Linked DNA regions of Sus scrofa: region 1 is linked to region 2. Evidence: chromatin contacts called from public promoter capture Hi-C data. All regions are on one chromosome and are shown on one strand. The core of a region is the stretch at or near the end of the contact, and the rest is flanking DNA. Distances in the headings are between cores, read along the strand shown. Region 1 holds the start of POLL (DNA polymerase lambda). Region 2 holds the start of LBX1 (ladybird homeobox 1).

What was found. Promoter capture Hi-C pulls out the DNA fragments that hold promoters and counts their contacts.
Region 1: a contact with region 2 is called in a promoter capture Hi-C map of liver, with 5 times the contacts expected there. The contact joins the promoter of POLL here to the promoter of LBX1 in region 2. A contact is called at or near these places in 4 of 5 promoter capture datasets (fetal liver, fetal skeletal muscle and liver), 14 of 47 Hi-C or Micro-C datasets (adipose tissue, blood, embryonic fibroblasts and 10 more) and 2 of 2 datasets of contacts at active chromatin or transcription factors (alveolar macrophages and skeletal muscle).

What each region holds. Positions count from the first base shown.
Region 1 is chr14:112,614,779-112,622,488 of Sscrofa11.1, forward strand. It overlaps POLL (DNA polymerase lambda), which reads right to left and starts at 2,570. Exons shown (of 9, transcript XM_005671395.3): 1 at 2,487-2,570; 2 at 1,528-1,668; 3 at 337-631; 4 at 2-164. The coding sequence starts at 1,642. It overlaps DPCD (protein DPCD), which reads left to right and starts at 2,560. Exons shown (of 6, transcript XM_001926725.4): 1 at 2,560-2,708. The coding sequence starts at 2,645.
Region 2 is chr14:112,283,787-112,291,451 of Sscrofa11.1, forward strand. LBX1 (ladybird homeobox 1) reads right to left here and starts at 2,430. Exons shown (of 2, transcript NM_001206336.1): 1 at 1,965-2,430; 2 at 475-1,287. The coding sequence starts at 2,289. The coding sequence ends at 767. LOC110256659 (a long non-coding RNA gene) reads left to right here. Exons shown (of 2, transcript XR_002338515.1): 2 at 1-232. It overlaps LOC102161206 (a long non-coding RNA gene), which reads left to right and starts at 3,985. Exons shown (of 3, transcript XR_307765.3): 1 at 3,985-7,665.

The DNA.
Region 1 (7,710 bases), core at 1,320-3,819, 330 kb after region 2:
CCTGTGCTTGGATGCTCGCAAACTCCTCTGTCCTCTCAGAAGGAGATACAGGTCTGGTGGGAGGAGAGGGAGGAGAGAGGGCTGTCCTGAGCGGAGTCTCACGGGCTCCAGGGGAAGTAGAGGAGTCATTGCCTGCCTTGCTGAGCTGTGCTTGATCCAGGTACCTGCAGGAATGGTGTTGGGAGGTTAAGACACCAAAAGTCTTGCCCTCTCTCTGCTTCCAATCCTTCTCTACTCTGAAATCTTTTTTTAATGTGTCCAATTAAGACAATAAGTTATTTTTAATAACTTAAGAGTGCTCAAGAAAACATTGAGAAAAGACTAGGACTAGCCCACCTCTCGGGGATGAAGATGCTGAATCCTGCCGTGTCCACCAGCCTTCTCTCCTGCAGGCACAAGCTCAACCAGGCAGACTTCACCAGCTGAGCACCTGGGGGCAGCCTGGGCAGTCTAAGGAGGCGCAGGGCTCGCTCACAGTCCATGCCTTCATCCACCACAATGTGAGTGACCCCCGGGGCCTGGGCAGGGCATAGCTGGCCACCATGCTGGACAATCTGCTTCTCAAAGAGTTCTGCTCGGGCTCGCCCAATGCCAGTGGGCACAACATGTGCCCGCACGGAGCTCAGCCACTCTGTGGAGGGGACATCCAGATGCCTACTGTCATACTTTAGGACATGATCCAAATGAACTCTTCACAGTCCCTTTCCCCTAATCGTTTTCCTCCAACCAGACAGCCCGCCACAAGCATACATTAATTTCCTCATGGGCCATTACTCGGTGGAAGGGGCAAGGATTTTGATATGTCCTATTCTCTGATGTAACCTGACACAGTGTCTGGTGCATTGTAGGTACCCTATATCACTGCATTTGATCATTTACTCTTTCAACAAATATTAGGATTTCCTGTTGTGGCTCAGTGGTAACAAACCCACCTAGTATCCATGAGGATGCAGGTTCAATCCCTAGGCTTGCTCAGTGGGTTAAGGATCTGGCATTGCTCTGAGCTGTGGCATAGGCCAGCAGGTGTAGTTCCAATTTGACTCCTGGCCTGGGAACTTCCATACGCTGCATGTGTGGCTCGCAAAAAAAAAAAAAAAAAAAAAAAAATTAGTAGGCACCTGTTATGTATCATGCATGGCAAATCTCTTGCCATTATAAGCCTCACAGTCTAATAATTCCTCTCCCCCAACCCAGGCCACCAGGTAAGCTTTTGCTATCTAGTTGCCAATTTAGCCACAAAATAACTAAATTGTTTGGATCCCCTCCTCTGGCCAGCAGACAATCTCACAAAGAGCACAGGATTCTGCTGGGTCATTTCCTTAGGGACCAGGAAGAATTCTTCTGATTGATGGAGGTCTCAACAAGTTGCCTGTCAAAGACTGGGAACCAAGCCTAGTGTAAGGCAGGTACAAACCAACCCGCAGGCTCTGGGACGGCAGAGTCAGCTGTAATATCTGATTCTGGACATGAACTATGTAGAAGCTTGAGGCTCAAGTACATGAGGGTTCTGAGGGTGGGTCCACTCACCTCCTGCTTCTTCTCCATCTTCCCTCTTGGGAATCTTTGCAAGTGCTTTTGATGATGGACTGGTATGAATTTTCCTCCGCTTGGGAAATGCCTTCAAGATGCCCCTGGGGTCCATTGAGATATGACTGGATCCTGGTCTTTCTGTTGGAGGGTTGATCAGGGCAGCTGTCATGTGGAAACGCAGAAGTGAGGCTCCACAACCTCTCTGACTGTGAAGGTGGGGTGTGTACTGACTAGGCCTTGGGGGCAGTAGCCTAGTTCCCAAGAGTCTCCCAAAAACCTAAGTGAACTTGGGTGGTTTAGCCTAGCTCTACACTCACTAGCTTTTCAAAGTCAGAGCACTGGGGGAAATGAGGGGAAGAGTGGAACTCTTGGAAGAGCTTTTGAGGGGCGCCAAACAATATCATTTCTCAGGGGGTTGCTCTGAAGATTCAGTGTGCAGCGTCTGCTCTTGCTGCTTCCCACTTCCAAAGGGCTTTACCAAAACGGATGCCAGGCTAGGAATGGACCACATCTTTAGTAAGGTCTTGGACTCCCAAGAGGAGTGAGGACTGGGGAGAACCTGCATATAATCTTTATACCCATCACAGACCCACAGACGAAAAACCGGGGTTGGGGTGGCAGGCGGAGGTTAGAGAGGCTGGTGGGGGAACGCTCTGCACCTGCCCTGGTCTCCGACCAGACCTCTCGGCACGGGGGCGCACAGGCCCGCAGCTGCGGGGAGATGAACGACTGTAGCAGGTGTGGGGCGCCTTCTGGGACAGGGGCACTCTAGGCCTCACAGCTGGGGGTGGTGAAGACGCCAGCAGGTGTGGGGCACAGCTCCGTACGCAGCTGGCGCGCGCCAGGGACTCCCGACTGCGGGCCGGGGTGGGGTTCCATTTCCTGGATTCAGTCCAGGATGGGGTCAACTTGGGGCCTGATGGATCACAGGTGGTGGGCATGAGTAAACTACTCACCAGAGCAGCCAATGAGAGCGGATGAAGGGCGCGGGGGTTGGGGGACGGGAGGGGGAGGAAAAAGCAAACGCCCGGAACGTCTTCCGGGGTAGCCGGAAGTGGCCTTAGGCGGAACGTTGCCATGACAGCGGCTAGGCACGCGGCCGGGCGGAGGGAAGATGGCGGTGACCGGCTGGCTGGAGAGTCTCCGAGCGGCCGAGAAGACGGCGCTGTTGCAGGACGGTAACTCGAGGTCCCTCGCGAGCTCCCTTGTCCTTTCCCACAGGGTCTGTGCTTGTGCCTCCGGGAAGGCAGAGCTAGAAGGTCGTGGCCGCCAGCCAGGCCAGGTCCTGCCGAGGAAACTGAGGCCCAGAGAGATGACGTGACTGGGACGCGCGTCTCTGGACACCCCTGGTTTCCTCTACACCACCCTCCTCCGCTCTGAGTTCTGTTACTAGTAATAATAATTTCGTTCACGTTCGTTGTCATTTGCTCTTCACCGCCGTCCGGGGAGGCTGTTAAATTTTCACCCCATTACAGAAGAGGAAACTGAAATCGAAGATTTTAGACCAGCCCAAGTTCCCTCAGTTAGTCAGTGGTACAAGACGGCATCTTGACGTGGGATTCCATGAACCTCAATGTGGAGGTTCTATTGCTGAAAGCAGTCTAGTGTCAGAGAGGCAGTACACCTGGGCTCTAGTTAACGACTCTAGACTCCGTTAATTTAGTGGGCTCTCTTGTCGACCTCTTTACTTGTTTGAACCTACTTTCTTCATCTGTAAAATGAGGTGGTGGATTACCTCTGTTACTTCTGAGGTCCTTTACAGCTGTAATATCATGTTTATAAGTGAGCCTCTAAATTGGTCCCTGGATCTTTAAGGGAGACAAAGTAAGCCCCCACCCTCACTCCGGGGCTGGACTTGGAAGAGGTGGGCACAGGGGTATGGAGTCCTGACTTTCTTTCTCCCATCTTAGGACTGACCAGTGCTTTAGGGTTCCTTCCTGGACCCTCTTGACAGCCAGAATGAATTAGGTCTGAGTTCTTGTAGCTTTCAGGAAACCAGCAGGAACTGACATCCACAGGCAGAGACCAGTGAGGAAAGTGTGGCAACTGAAATCAGCTGGTCATTTGCTCATTGGTTCAGGCAGCATTTTAGGGATGCTTTTACTGTGTGTCAAGTGGTGTACTAGAGCAGATAGAAAAAAAAAGGCATGTTGTCCCAGGAGTTCACCGAGTGGTCAGGAAAAAGAAATGTAAATAAATGTGTGTGTGTGTTAAACAGAGATTGGACTCTTCGTAAAATTCTCTGAGCGCACAGAGGTGAAAGTGATTATCTCTTTGAAGGAAAGCCTGACAGAAGAGCTGATGTTTATGGGTCCTAACAGATGAATAGGTGTTTTCTCATAGAGAAAAAGGGATAGTTATCCCAAGAAGAAGGATGCATGTGTGAAGGCACGAGGTGTGAAAGTATATGGCTGATTACTAGGGGCCTAATAAATGTTTAGTGAGACTGAGGCATTCACCTGGTCTGTCATAATATCCCCTACACTGTGTCAGGTGTTAGGTGCTAGGACGCAAGCGTGAATAAAAGGTCTCTTTTTTCAAGGAGCATTGAGGGGAAATGGTGGAGAATGAAGAAAGATGGCAGGTGAATTGGGGTATGTGATGATCGATCTGCTATGCCAAACTAAAGATTCTGCACGTTATCTCATAGGACAGTGGTTTTGGTTTTTATTGTAAGAAGTACATAATATAAATTGGCCATCTTAACCATTTTTAAGCCTACAGTTCTGTGGCATTAAGTAGATTTACATTGTTGTGCCCCCATCACCACCATACAGCTCTAAACCTTTTCCATTTTCTTCAGCTGAAACTCTTTGCCCACTAAACACTAACTCCCTGGTCTCACTATCCTCAGCCTCTAGCAATCATCGTTCTACTTTCCATCTTTATGAATTTGATTGTAGCAAGAACCTCATAAGTGGAGTCATACAATATTTGTCCTTATGTGACTGGCTTATTTCATTCAGCGTAATGTCTTCAGGGTTCATCCATGGTGTCAGTTGTGTCAAAATTTCCTCCCTTTTTAAAGCTGAGTAATATTCTTCCATTGTATGTATATCCCACGTTTTGTTTATCCGTTGGTCTGTTGATGGACATTTGGGTTGCTTCCACTCTTTTAATTGTGAATAATTACTGCTGTGAACAAGGGTGTACAAAAATCTATCTGAGTCCCTGCTTGGTCAAAGGGCAGTATTTAAACAAATATTTCATCAGCTAGGATTTTGTTAAGTTATTTTTTGTTAGTAACATCACAAACCAACATTGTTAGTTTTTTTCCCCCCAAACCAAAAACCGCAAAAAAGAAAACAAAAAACCCCCTAAATATGTGGAAGTGTCTTGTCAAACCCCTCCTGTAGATTTACCCTCCTAATGTGTATGTGGGTGGCTACTGTCTTCCCATCAAGCATCACTTCTATTGGTAATGAGAACCCAATACACTTTTTCGTGAATAATCTATGTTCATTGTGGAAATATAAAAAAAAGTCACCCGTAATCCTACCACCCAGAGATAATCACAGTTGACATTTCTGCACAGAAACTTATATTTTTCCACGCATACACACTCAAACATATCTATTTTTTCTTTCACCAAAATACCATATTAATAGACTTAAAAATTTTTATATTCACATACATATATACATGTAGAATAAATATATTTTAGGATAAAGTGTAGATAAATATTATACGATTTTGGATAATAAGGGAGATACATGAAAAGTGTGTGGCCCATAGTAAGTACCGTAGCCTGCCTGCACTTATGATTGGACTCCAGGGAAAAAGAGGGTCAGCCAGACACCCTCAGCACCTTGGACCCCATTCCTGACAGGACAACTTCTTCTAGCTCTATGAGCCAAAAAAATTATTAAAGGTGGTGTAACCTAGGGTCCTCCTGAGAGGCCCTGCAAGTCTGAGGGTGAGTTTCCCCAGAATACACCTTAGGAATGACTTGAGGGAACTATGTTTCAGGGGAGTGAATGAACAGGGGAAAGGCTTGGTAGATCAGATACAGGCTCAAGTTTTGGCTAGTGGCATCTTCAGCTGGTTAAGGGCCTTGAGCTTTATTCATCATGGATACATTGAGTCCCTATCTATTGGACATTGGTCCTCTGTTGTTAGTCTCATTGAGGAGTGCACCTGTATCTACTTACCTATCTGTAAAAATATGGGAAATAAGGGCGTTCCCGTCATGGCTCAGCAGAAACAAATCTAACTAGCATCCATGAGGACGCAGGTTCCATCCCTGGCCTTGCTCAGTGGGTTAAGGATCTGGCATTGGCATGAGCTGTGATGTAGGTTGAAGATGTGGTTCGGGTCTGGCATTGCTGTGGCTGTGGCATAGGCCAGCAGCTGTAGCTCTGATTTGACCCTTAGCCTCGGAACCTCCATATGCCATGGGTACAACCCTAAAAAGACCAAAAAAAAAAAAAAAAAAAGGAGGGGAATTATATAGCCACTTTTAAGAAAATGCTTAGGGGAGTTCCTGTTGTGGCGCAGTGGTTAACAAATCCAACTAGGAACCATGAAGTTGTGGGTTCGGTCCCTGGCCTTTCTCAGTGGGTTAGGGATCCGGCATTGCCGTGAGCTCTGGTGTACGTTGCAGACGCGGCTGTGGCTCTGGCGTAGGCCGGTGGCTACAGCTCTGATTGGACTCCTAGCCTGGGAACCTCCATATGCTGAGGGAAGCGGCCCTAGAAAAGACAAAAAAAAAAAAAAAAAAAAAGAAAATACTTAGGATTATACTATATCAGTGGAAGAGCAGGGCTAGGAGACACCCTTAGGTTCTTCCCTTCTTTTAATGAAAGATGAATCAATATTCATCTGTTCTTTCAATCAGTGTTTAGTTGAGCTTCTAAAGTATGCCAAGTGCTGTATTTGGTGTTAGGGAAACCATAGGTGGGGGGATGAAACTCTTATCTTAGTAACAGAAACAGGCAATAATCAAATCACACAAGTAGATATAAAGTCATAACCAAGGTAAATGCCATGAAGAAAACACATGGAGACTAACATCATGTGTCTGTGTGATGGGAATGGCCTGGAGATGTGCAGAAGAGGGCAGAGTGACAGCATGGCTAGCGGCAGGCCTTGGTCAGGGAAACCCAGTTCAAATCCTGAGCACATAGGCTTGGTTTTAGGAACTGGGGAGAGAAAGATAAATATATCTTTCTTGAAATAGATGCTTTAAAAAGCATCATACTATGGAGTTCCCTGGTGGCTTAGTGGTTGAGGATCCAGTGTTGTTACTGCTGTGGTGTGTGTTTGATTCCTGACCCAGGAACTTGTGCATGCTACAGGTGTGGCCAAAAAAAACCTAACAAACCATCATACTATGTGATAAATGCTCCTCTATGTATATGAATAAAGCACTAAGGAGGCGTAAATAAAAAGCAGTGAATTTTGCCAAGGTGGTTAGGGGTGATGGTTTATTTAGGAAGAGTTCCTAGTGGAAGTGACATTTGAGCTGGATTTTGAAGGGCAAGGAGGAGTTCCACAGTTGGGGAGAAGTTTGGAGTTATTGCTGGTAGAAGAATCATCAGAGTGAAGGCTTGTTCAGAGGAAGCTTAGAAAAGTAGTTGCCCCAGGACATGTCTTAAGGTAGCGGTGGGCAATGGTTGACAAGTTCCTGGGAGGCTCTGGAAGTTCCCAGGCTAGGGGTCAAATTGGAACTGTAGCTGCCAACCTGCACCACAGCCACAGCAACGCGGGGTCAGAGCTGCATCTGCGACCTACACCACAGCTCACAGCAACACCAGATCCTTAACCTACTGAGCAAGGCCAGGGATTGAACCTGCGTCCTCACCATACTAGTCAGGTTCATTACCACTGAGCCACAGCAGAAACTTCTGGGAAGGTTTTTTTTGGCCATTTCTTGGGCCGCCCCTGTGGCATATGGAGGTTCCCAGGCTAGGGCTCCAATCAGAGCTGTAGCTGCCGGCCTACGCCAGAGCCACAGCAACGCAGAATCAGAGCCGCGTCTGCAACGTACACCAGAGCTCACGGCAATGCCGGATCCCTAACCCACTGAGCAAGGCCAGGGATTGAACCTGCAACCTCATCGTTCCTAGTCGGATTCGTTAACCACTGAGCCACGACGGAAACTCCTGGGAAGGTATTTTAATACCCCCAAGGCTGTTAATGTTTCCTAGGTAGATCCCTTGATTTGCAAGGCCCAAGGCA
Region 2 (7,665 bases), core at 1,180-3,679:
TCCCCCTGTTTTGTCCCTAAGACTCGGACCCCTCGGTAGTCAGTCCAAGGAAACCGAGAGAGGGTGGGAAGGAATCTTAAAAATAGCGTTACTGGGCATTTGGAGGCAGAAATGGCACTGAGAACAGGCTTCTCTCGAGGGGGGAAGAAAACATCTATTTGAAACTTGCAAGTCAAGACCCAGTTGCCCCCCTCAGCCCCTTCCGACGCAGGGGGGGAAATGCAGAAGGAAATAAAAGAAGTCAACTGCAATAGGCCTAGGGAAGTGAGGAGGGAGAAGGCCGGTGCATTCGCCACATGCAGAGAAAAATCAGAACAGTCGGGGCGGCCCCCTCCTCCAGACCTCGGGGTTAAATGTTCGTTACCCTCGATTCTGCCTCGCCCTCAGCAAACCCGGCAGCAGCCTGAGAGCTTTGAAATCATGGAGATCTCCGAAATTTTAAAAAATAAAAGAAAGAAAAAAGTCAGGCTGCGATGGGAAGAACCCGGAGTATAGGTTTAAATATTTATACAGAAGCCATACAGAGCTGCACGGCGAGGGCTCCCGGGGCGGTGGAGGCCGCGCGCGGCGGCCGGCCCGGCCGGCCGGCCCGGGTTTATTGCTTCGTGAGGGAAGAGGCGGCCGCCGGGAGCCGAGTCCGGGCCAGGGACAGGGGAGAAGGCGGGAGTTGCAGAGGAGGTCCCAGCTCCCCTTGGCGGTCCGGTCCGGGAGGCGGCCGGCAAACGGCGCTAGGAGCCCAGGGCGGCGGAAGATGCCGGGGCGCAGCTCAATCATCCACGTCGATCTCCTCGTCTTCCTCGTCCTCCGAGCAGTCCTGGCTGCTGGCCGGCTGGTCCGTGAGCGGGGAGGCAGGAGAGAGCTGCAGGGGCCCGGCGCCCGGGGCCTGCGGGGCGCCTGGGGGGAGTGCCGGAGAGCCAGGCCTGGACTTGGCCCTGCCGCAGCCGCCGCCACCGCCGCCTGCAGCCTCAGAGTTCTGCTCCAGTTCGGCCAGCGCCACGATGTCCATCTGCCCACTGGGGCCCAGTTTCTTGGCGGACTCCACGTCGGCCTTCATCTCCTCCAGGTCCCGCTTGAGCTTGGCGCGCCGATTCTGAAACCAGGTGATGACCTGAGCATTGGTGAGGCCCAGCTGCTGCGCAATTTGGTCACGATCGGCGGGGGACAGGTACTTCTGGTAAAGGAAGCGCTTCTCCAACTCATAGATCTGGTGGTTGGTGAAGGCCGTTCGCGACTTTCGCCGCTTCTTGGGGGTCTGCCGCTGCCCAAAGATGGTCATTCCATCGCGGCCTGCGAGGAAACCAAAATATAGGCTTGCTCCAGGGGAGAGGAGACCCCCACCCTGGCCCTTACTCACCGCACCTAGACCTATCCGGCCTGTGGTCAGTCGCTGTCGCCTGCCGGATTAGATTCGACCACCAGGACTAGGGCAAGCCTCAGCTATGGCAAGCCCCCTTCCCCCATTTCTCAGCTACCGGAAGTCCCTAGGAAAAAATTGTTTTGGTCTCTGCCGGGTCACTTGAGAGTTGGTTTGAAAGACTCGATGTCCCTGGAACAGGAGAGAGCCAGACAGGGACTCCCTGACTGGGTGTGAATGCTGGCTCTCCACCACATTGCAATCAACTCAGCTCTACCTACCCAAAAGGTCCTAGCCAAGGCTCTCCAAACCCCAGTTCCCCGGGCCACTGTGAAAGGGAGGGAGCCAGGCAGAGCAGACCGACTGCGGAGAGATCTTGGGTTCCCGCCTCCCTTCCTCAGTCACTCGATCTGGCCTATCCAGAGGTCCCTAGGAAACAGGGTTTGGGTCCTGTCCCACGCATCTCCACTCCCAGCGGCAGCAGCTTGGGCTGGAGGGCCCTGGCGGCTGGCAAGGGAGGAGGCGGGCAGAGGGACCAGGCACTAAGCGTGGGACCCCTGGATCCAGGCGCGGGGTGCTGGTCGCAAAGGTACCCAGTGGCGGCGCCTACCTTCGGCTGCCTGCAGGACGCTGACCTCCAGCCCCTTAAAAGTCTTGCTGGCGAGCTCCTCCAGGGCGCACAGCGGCGAGGTCTGTGAGAGCAGCGCGCGGCCCGCCAGGGGCAAGCCGCCCGGCGCGTGCTTGTCCGCGGCCGCCAGTAGGTGCGCCGCCCCGCACAGCGAGTAACTTCTCCGCACAGACGGCTTGTTGAGGATGTCCTCAATGCTGAAAGGCGTTAGCGGCTTGTTGGAGTTGGCGGGCGGCGGCAGGTGGTCCAGAGGGCTGCGCCGCCTCTCCTCCCCCGGCGCCGCCTTGCTGTCCTCCTTGGAAGTCATCTCGGCCTCTTTTGGGGGCCCGGCCGGGGCGGCTCGGGTCGCGGGGACCCAGCCCGCGGGCAGCTCGGGCGCCGGGCGGCGCGAGCGGGTGGCAGGCAGACAGGAGGCCGCGCTGGGCAGGACGCGGGCCGGGCTCGGGCCGATTAGCGCAGCGGCAGAGGCGAACAGAGCCGCACGGGGCCCCAGGAGGAGGGCGCTGACGCGGGCGCCACAGCCGCCGGGGCTTCCAGCAATCCGGGGCCCGAGCCGGGGCGCGCCGCGCGGGGCTCCAGTTTCGCCAGCCCCCGGTGCTATTTAAAGGTGTCAGGTGGCTCCGCGGCGGCTCCTGGCCCCGGGTCCTGGCGGCGGCAGTTGGAAGAGCCGAGGCGAGGGCGCCGATCCCGTACTGCGAGGGGAGGCGGAGAGATGGGGCAATTGACTATTGCTAACAAGTTAGCCTTGATCGAGGAGTAATCAATTATCTGCAGCGGCACTTCTCTCTCTCTCTTTCTCTTTCTCCCTGTCTTTCTCCTCTCTTCTTTCTCTCTGTTCTCTCTCTTCCTGTTCTCTCCCTCCCTCTCTCCCTCCCTCCCTCCCTCTCTCTTCTCTTCTCCGCTCCCCCCGTCTCTCTCCTTCTCCCTCTCCCTCGTCCTCCCTTTCACTCTCTGTCCGTCCAATGCAGGCGGCTCTAAGTTGGGAAGCTCATTAATTAGCGGGCCTGGGGTAGGAGGAGCCGGCTGGAATTAGCCTGCCTAATGCGCCTGTCAGTCCGGGCGCTGCGCCGCGCTCGGCCCGAGCTGTTTGTAAATTACATTAGCGGCGCCTTTATTGCACCCGAACCTCCGGCGACTGAAAAGCCGCCGCCCCCACCCCAAACTGCGAGCCGCACTCCCGGCGCACCCACCTCCCGCCGGCCTGGCTGTAGCGGCAGCGCTGGCCCGGAGGTCTCAGGCTCTTCAACCAGGATTTGGCGCCCTAGAAGGGCTGCAGGAGCTCAGCCGGGGAGGTATGCAGCCGCCGCGCGGGCCAGGTAAGACCAGTAGTCTGGGTGGGCCCAGTGTCGCGGGCCCAGAGAGGACTTTGCCAAGCTGAGATCAAAGACCTAGCGCCCCTAACCCTAGACCCACTTGTCCCTCACCCTCGGCCTTGGGCCACGCGCCCGGGGCGAAGGAATCTGCAGCCCTCCAGCTGGCCCGCGGGAGGTCCGAGGGGGCTCTGCAGCCCTGAGTGAGGCGACACGGGAAGCAGGGGTGAGGGAGCCCGGGGGTTGGGGTAGGAGGCCAGCCAGAGGACACAGCTTTCCCCAACCAAGTGGTGGAAGGGGAGTTGTTGGTGACTCTAGACCCCTCTTCCCCGGCGTGAGCCCAAAGCGACAGCCTTACCTCCTCCGGCAGTCTTGCACACTCTCTTCGGGCCGCGGCTCTCCGGGTCGGCCGGGGCCACCGCCGGTCTGGTGACTGGTGTCCGACCGAGTAGCCGGGCCGGGTGCTGGGGCTAACGGGGCAGGCTCAGGGCCTCCCCGCTGCGCTCTGCCGGGCCCCGGCCGGGGCCCCGCTGCCGGCCCCGCCCAGCCCAGCGCCGGGCTTGAGTGCACCGCCAGGCCGACTCCAGCTGTTCCGGATGCGGGGCGGGGGCCGGGAGGGGGCCGGGCCACGGGCCGGGGCTGTGCTCTCAGGAACCAGGAGGGATCTGGGGTTCGAGTCAGACTGGGCACTGGAAACCCTACAGTCCGAATTCTCTCTATATCAGGCGAGCATTTGTGTGCATGGGTGTTTGAATGTGTTTATGTTTTGAATGTGTATATTTATGTGTGGTTCTCCATGTGTATATTTGTGTGTATGTATGTGAATCTGTGGGTATTTAGGCGTGTTTAAACCCCCTACCTATGTCTTCCATTCCCCTGATGCACCCAAGGGGGGCTGTAGCCCCAGGGTTTTTTTCCTCTTGAGTCCCTCCTTTGGTTTGTGTGGGGCCACTTGCCCTGCCACCCTAATTTTCTATTTCTGTTCCTGTAGAAAGGAGGGGAGAAGAGGGGGGAGTTGGAGCCAAAGGAGGAAGAGCTGTTCTCCTCCCCACATACAGCCCAGCCCTTTCCCTGGCTTTGTTTGTAAACTCCTGGGCAAGCAGTGTGATCTGGCAGCCCTGCTTGGTCCAGAAAAGGGTCCAGAAGGCCAGTGTGAAGGACTGTGGCCCAGCCCAGAGGTTGGGATGGGAAGAATTAGCCTCTTGGGCTTCTTGTCCCTTCATATGTCCTCCAGAGAGGGAATCAAGCTGAGCTATGGGACAGGGGACAGTTTCTCTTCCTGGATGCTTCCAGCATAAGGTCCCGTGAGCATCAGAGATCAGTTTTTTGTTTTTTGGTTTGTTTGTTTTTTGTTTTTAAATTTCCTGGTTAGGACCTGTAGGAGAATGGATTCTTGTTTGGGACCCCCAATGCCTGCCCCAGGTCTGCTTGGGAGTGTTGGGAAAAGCTATTTACCCTCTTGGGCATCTTTGTCCTGCATTTTGTGGGGGAGGACAGGTATTTTAGAAGCGGGAATGGTGAGAATATTCCCTCAGAGCTGCAGAGCTATCCCCAAAGCAGGCCTGTCTCTGATGCATTGGTGCTATTCTGGGAGCCATGAGGTGAGGGTGGCCCTGGAGTCAGAGTCAGGAGATGGTAGAGAGGGACCTGAGGGAGAGGACTCCAGGGAGTTGGATCCTGCTGGCTTGTAATCTCTGGGACCTGGGACCAAAGAGGATCTGCTCTTTCCTCTGACTTCCTGCTCTCAGGATTCTGCTTCAGCCTCTGACCCACAGACCTTTCCTGCTAAAACCCCAAAGCCCTGACCCAGAGCCTCAGGCAAGCCATAGCCCCCATCCTAGGGGACTCCTTGGTCTCAATCCTCCAGAGGGGCTCCCTCCCACACTTCCCCTCCCCCATTCCTCCAGTTTGTTCCTGTCACCACAGCTGATATTGGCCTGCAAGACAGGATCTTAAGGACAACCCTGCTAGTATTCATCTTCCAGTTTCTCAGGATCAGCAGAGTTTAGGATTATTGTGAGGCTGCCTGGAAGGTTAGAAAGGAGAATTGGGGAACATAGGGGTGGGAACATAGAATTCCTCCACTGGAACCCTGTTTCCCTGCCCTTTTAGTCTTTGGCCACATTGTGTCACAGTGGACAGAACATTCTGCAATCATCTGCGACATAACCCCTTCCATCCCACCATCACCAAATCTTTTCTTCCCTTTCTGGTAACTACCTGCCACCCAGTCCCAAGGCTTTGTGGTTTGTTTGTTTGTTTGTTGGGTTGTTTGTTTGGTTGGTTGTTTGTTTGTTTGTTTGTTTGGCATAATTGGTTGAACTCTGTCACATAGCTTTGGTCAGCACAGCTGGGGGTTCAGGGGGCACACATGGTGCCACCTGTCTGTTTTGTGGCTTAGGGCCCCCTGCCTCCATCACCTCATCCAGATTATCTTCAAAAACCAGGCCAACTGCCCTAATGATTTTATCTCCTATCCTGTGGTTTTCCGAAACTCCAGACTCCAGTGTGTGGGCAGCAGGGATCTTCTTGAACTCCTAGTGCCCAAATCCATGGGCTCCTCCTGCAGAGATAGGAGCTGTTTTGGGTTTGTCTTCAGACTCACTCTCACTTCTGCCAAAATGGGAGATCCTCAAGGACTGGGTCCTTGATGGGGGGATTCCATCTACTTCAGACCTTCACAGGCCAGGCAGAGCCGGAACCGGGCACCCTTAAGTATTGGCTGAGTGAGTTTTTGTCAAGCTAATGGAGTATAAACAATTGTGCAAGGAGGAGGGGGAAGGTTTGGGCCTTGGCAGTCCCACCTCAGAGGAGTGTTGGAGATTGTGAGATTTGGAAAGGGGAGTAAGTAATTTAGAGGAAGTTGGGGTGAGGGTTGGTGGGAAGGAACTTTGCCATTGCTCCAGGATCCCACCTTCTGCTCCGTATCCCTTCACTCCTGGGATCCAAGGCTGGATCAGGAAGACTCTCTAAGGGCTCCCCAACCCTAATCTGCTGGGTGTCTTCTCCTCTGGAGGTGGAAGCAGCTGATCCCTGGAGTCTGCTCCACGGAGAGAATGCCTGTCTTCAGAGCCTGATCTATACTCTATCCTGACTCCTGAATTCCTGCCTGCTGCCTATGCTGCCAGAATCCAGCCTTATTCCATATCCAGTGGGAGGGGAAGGGATTATTCTGCCCCAAATCTGCTTTCCTCCTAGTTTAGTGAATATTCCAGACAAAGAGGCGGCATGGCTAAGGAGACCCTGTAGACTCAAACAAATTATTCCTTAGTATGAGAGAATAATTCAAGTAACCCCCCAAACACTCCCTCCTCTTTAATCTGGATTGTTTTGCTTGCCCCATTCATTTCTAGGTATTTGTGTAAGCATCAGCATTGGCTTTCAGGCCAGAGCTACCCTCAGAAAAAATGTTCTGACACTTCTTGAAATGAGTTAGCTTGACCACCAATTGGGATCATTTCTTTCCCCCAGGGATTTGCTACTGTGACACTCCTTGTGGAATCAAGAGAGTGTTTCTTCTGCTGTAGAAGTAGACTCCAATAGTTGGCTGCCTGCCACCCTGGCTGAACCAGGACTGCCCACTTGGTTTTTACATTCTGCCCTAGGCCACTTTCTGCAGGAACAACAATAACAATAACCATGACAATAAACACCATAAGCCCTTACCATGTGCTTGGCTTCAGGCTGAGTTTTAGTGACTTCATTTATTACTTACAACCACGTGAGGTAGGTATTGCTATTACCCTGATTTTATGTATAAGGAAAATGAGGCCCAGAGAAGTTAAGTAACACATCCAAAGTCACACAGCCTATTTGGGAGTGATTAGGATTTGAAGACTGTTTTTTGTGTTTTGTTTTGTTTTGTTTTGTTTTTACTTGTCTTAATCCTGGAACTGTGAGGTTCTAACCAGAGCCCAAAGTCTCCTTGAATGGGCTTTAGGGACTCTACAGATCCCAGAAATTGTGTGTAAAATTATGTATGTGAGCCCAAGTGTGTACATGTTTCCGGGGGCAATGTTATATAACATACTGGATTTTCAAAAGGGGTTGGAGATCCAGAAAAGGTTAAGGCAAGAAGCAGGCCAATAGGGGAAGCGGGGAAGCTGCTTCTCCACAGGCAGGCCTAGGGAGCAGAGAGCCAGTTGCTCCAAAATTCAGGCCAGGCTCCAAGACTGCTTCTGGACCTGCTGTCTCTGGCCAGGTGCAGCTCTCAGGACCTCTTCTGGCAAAAAGAGATGGGGGCAGGGTCTATGGCCAGGGCACCTATTTGGAGCGCACCTTTCCCTGCTTCTCTCCCTCCACTTGCTGACTTCTTCTGTGAACAGAACTCCTTCAGAACTGAAAGGGTCTCTATTCCCTCCTTTTCTGGCACC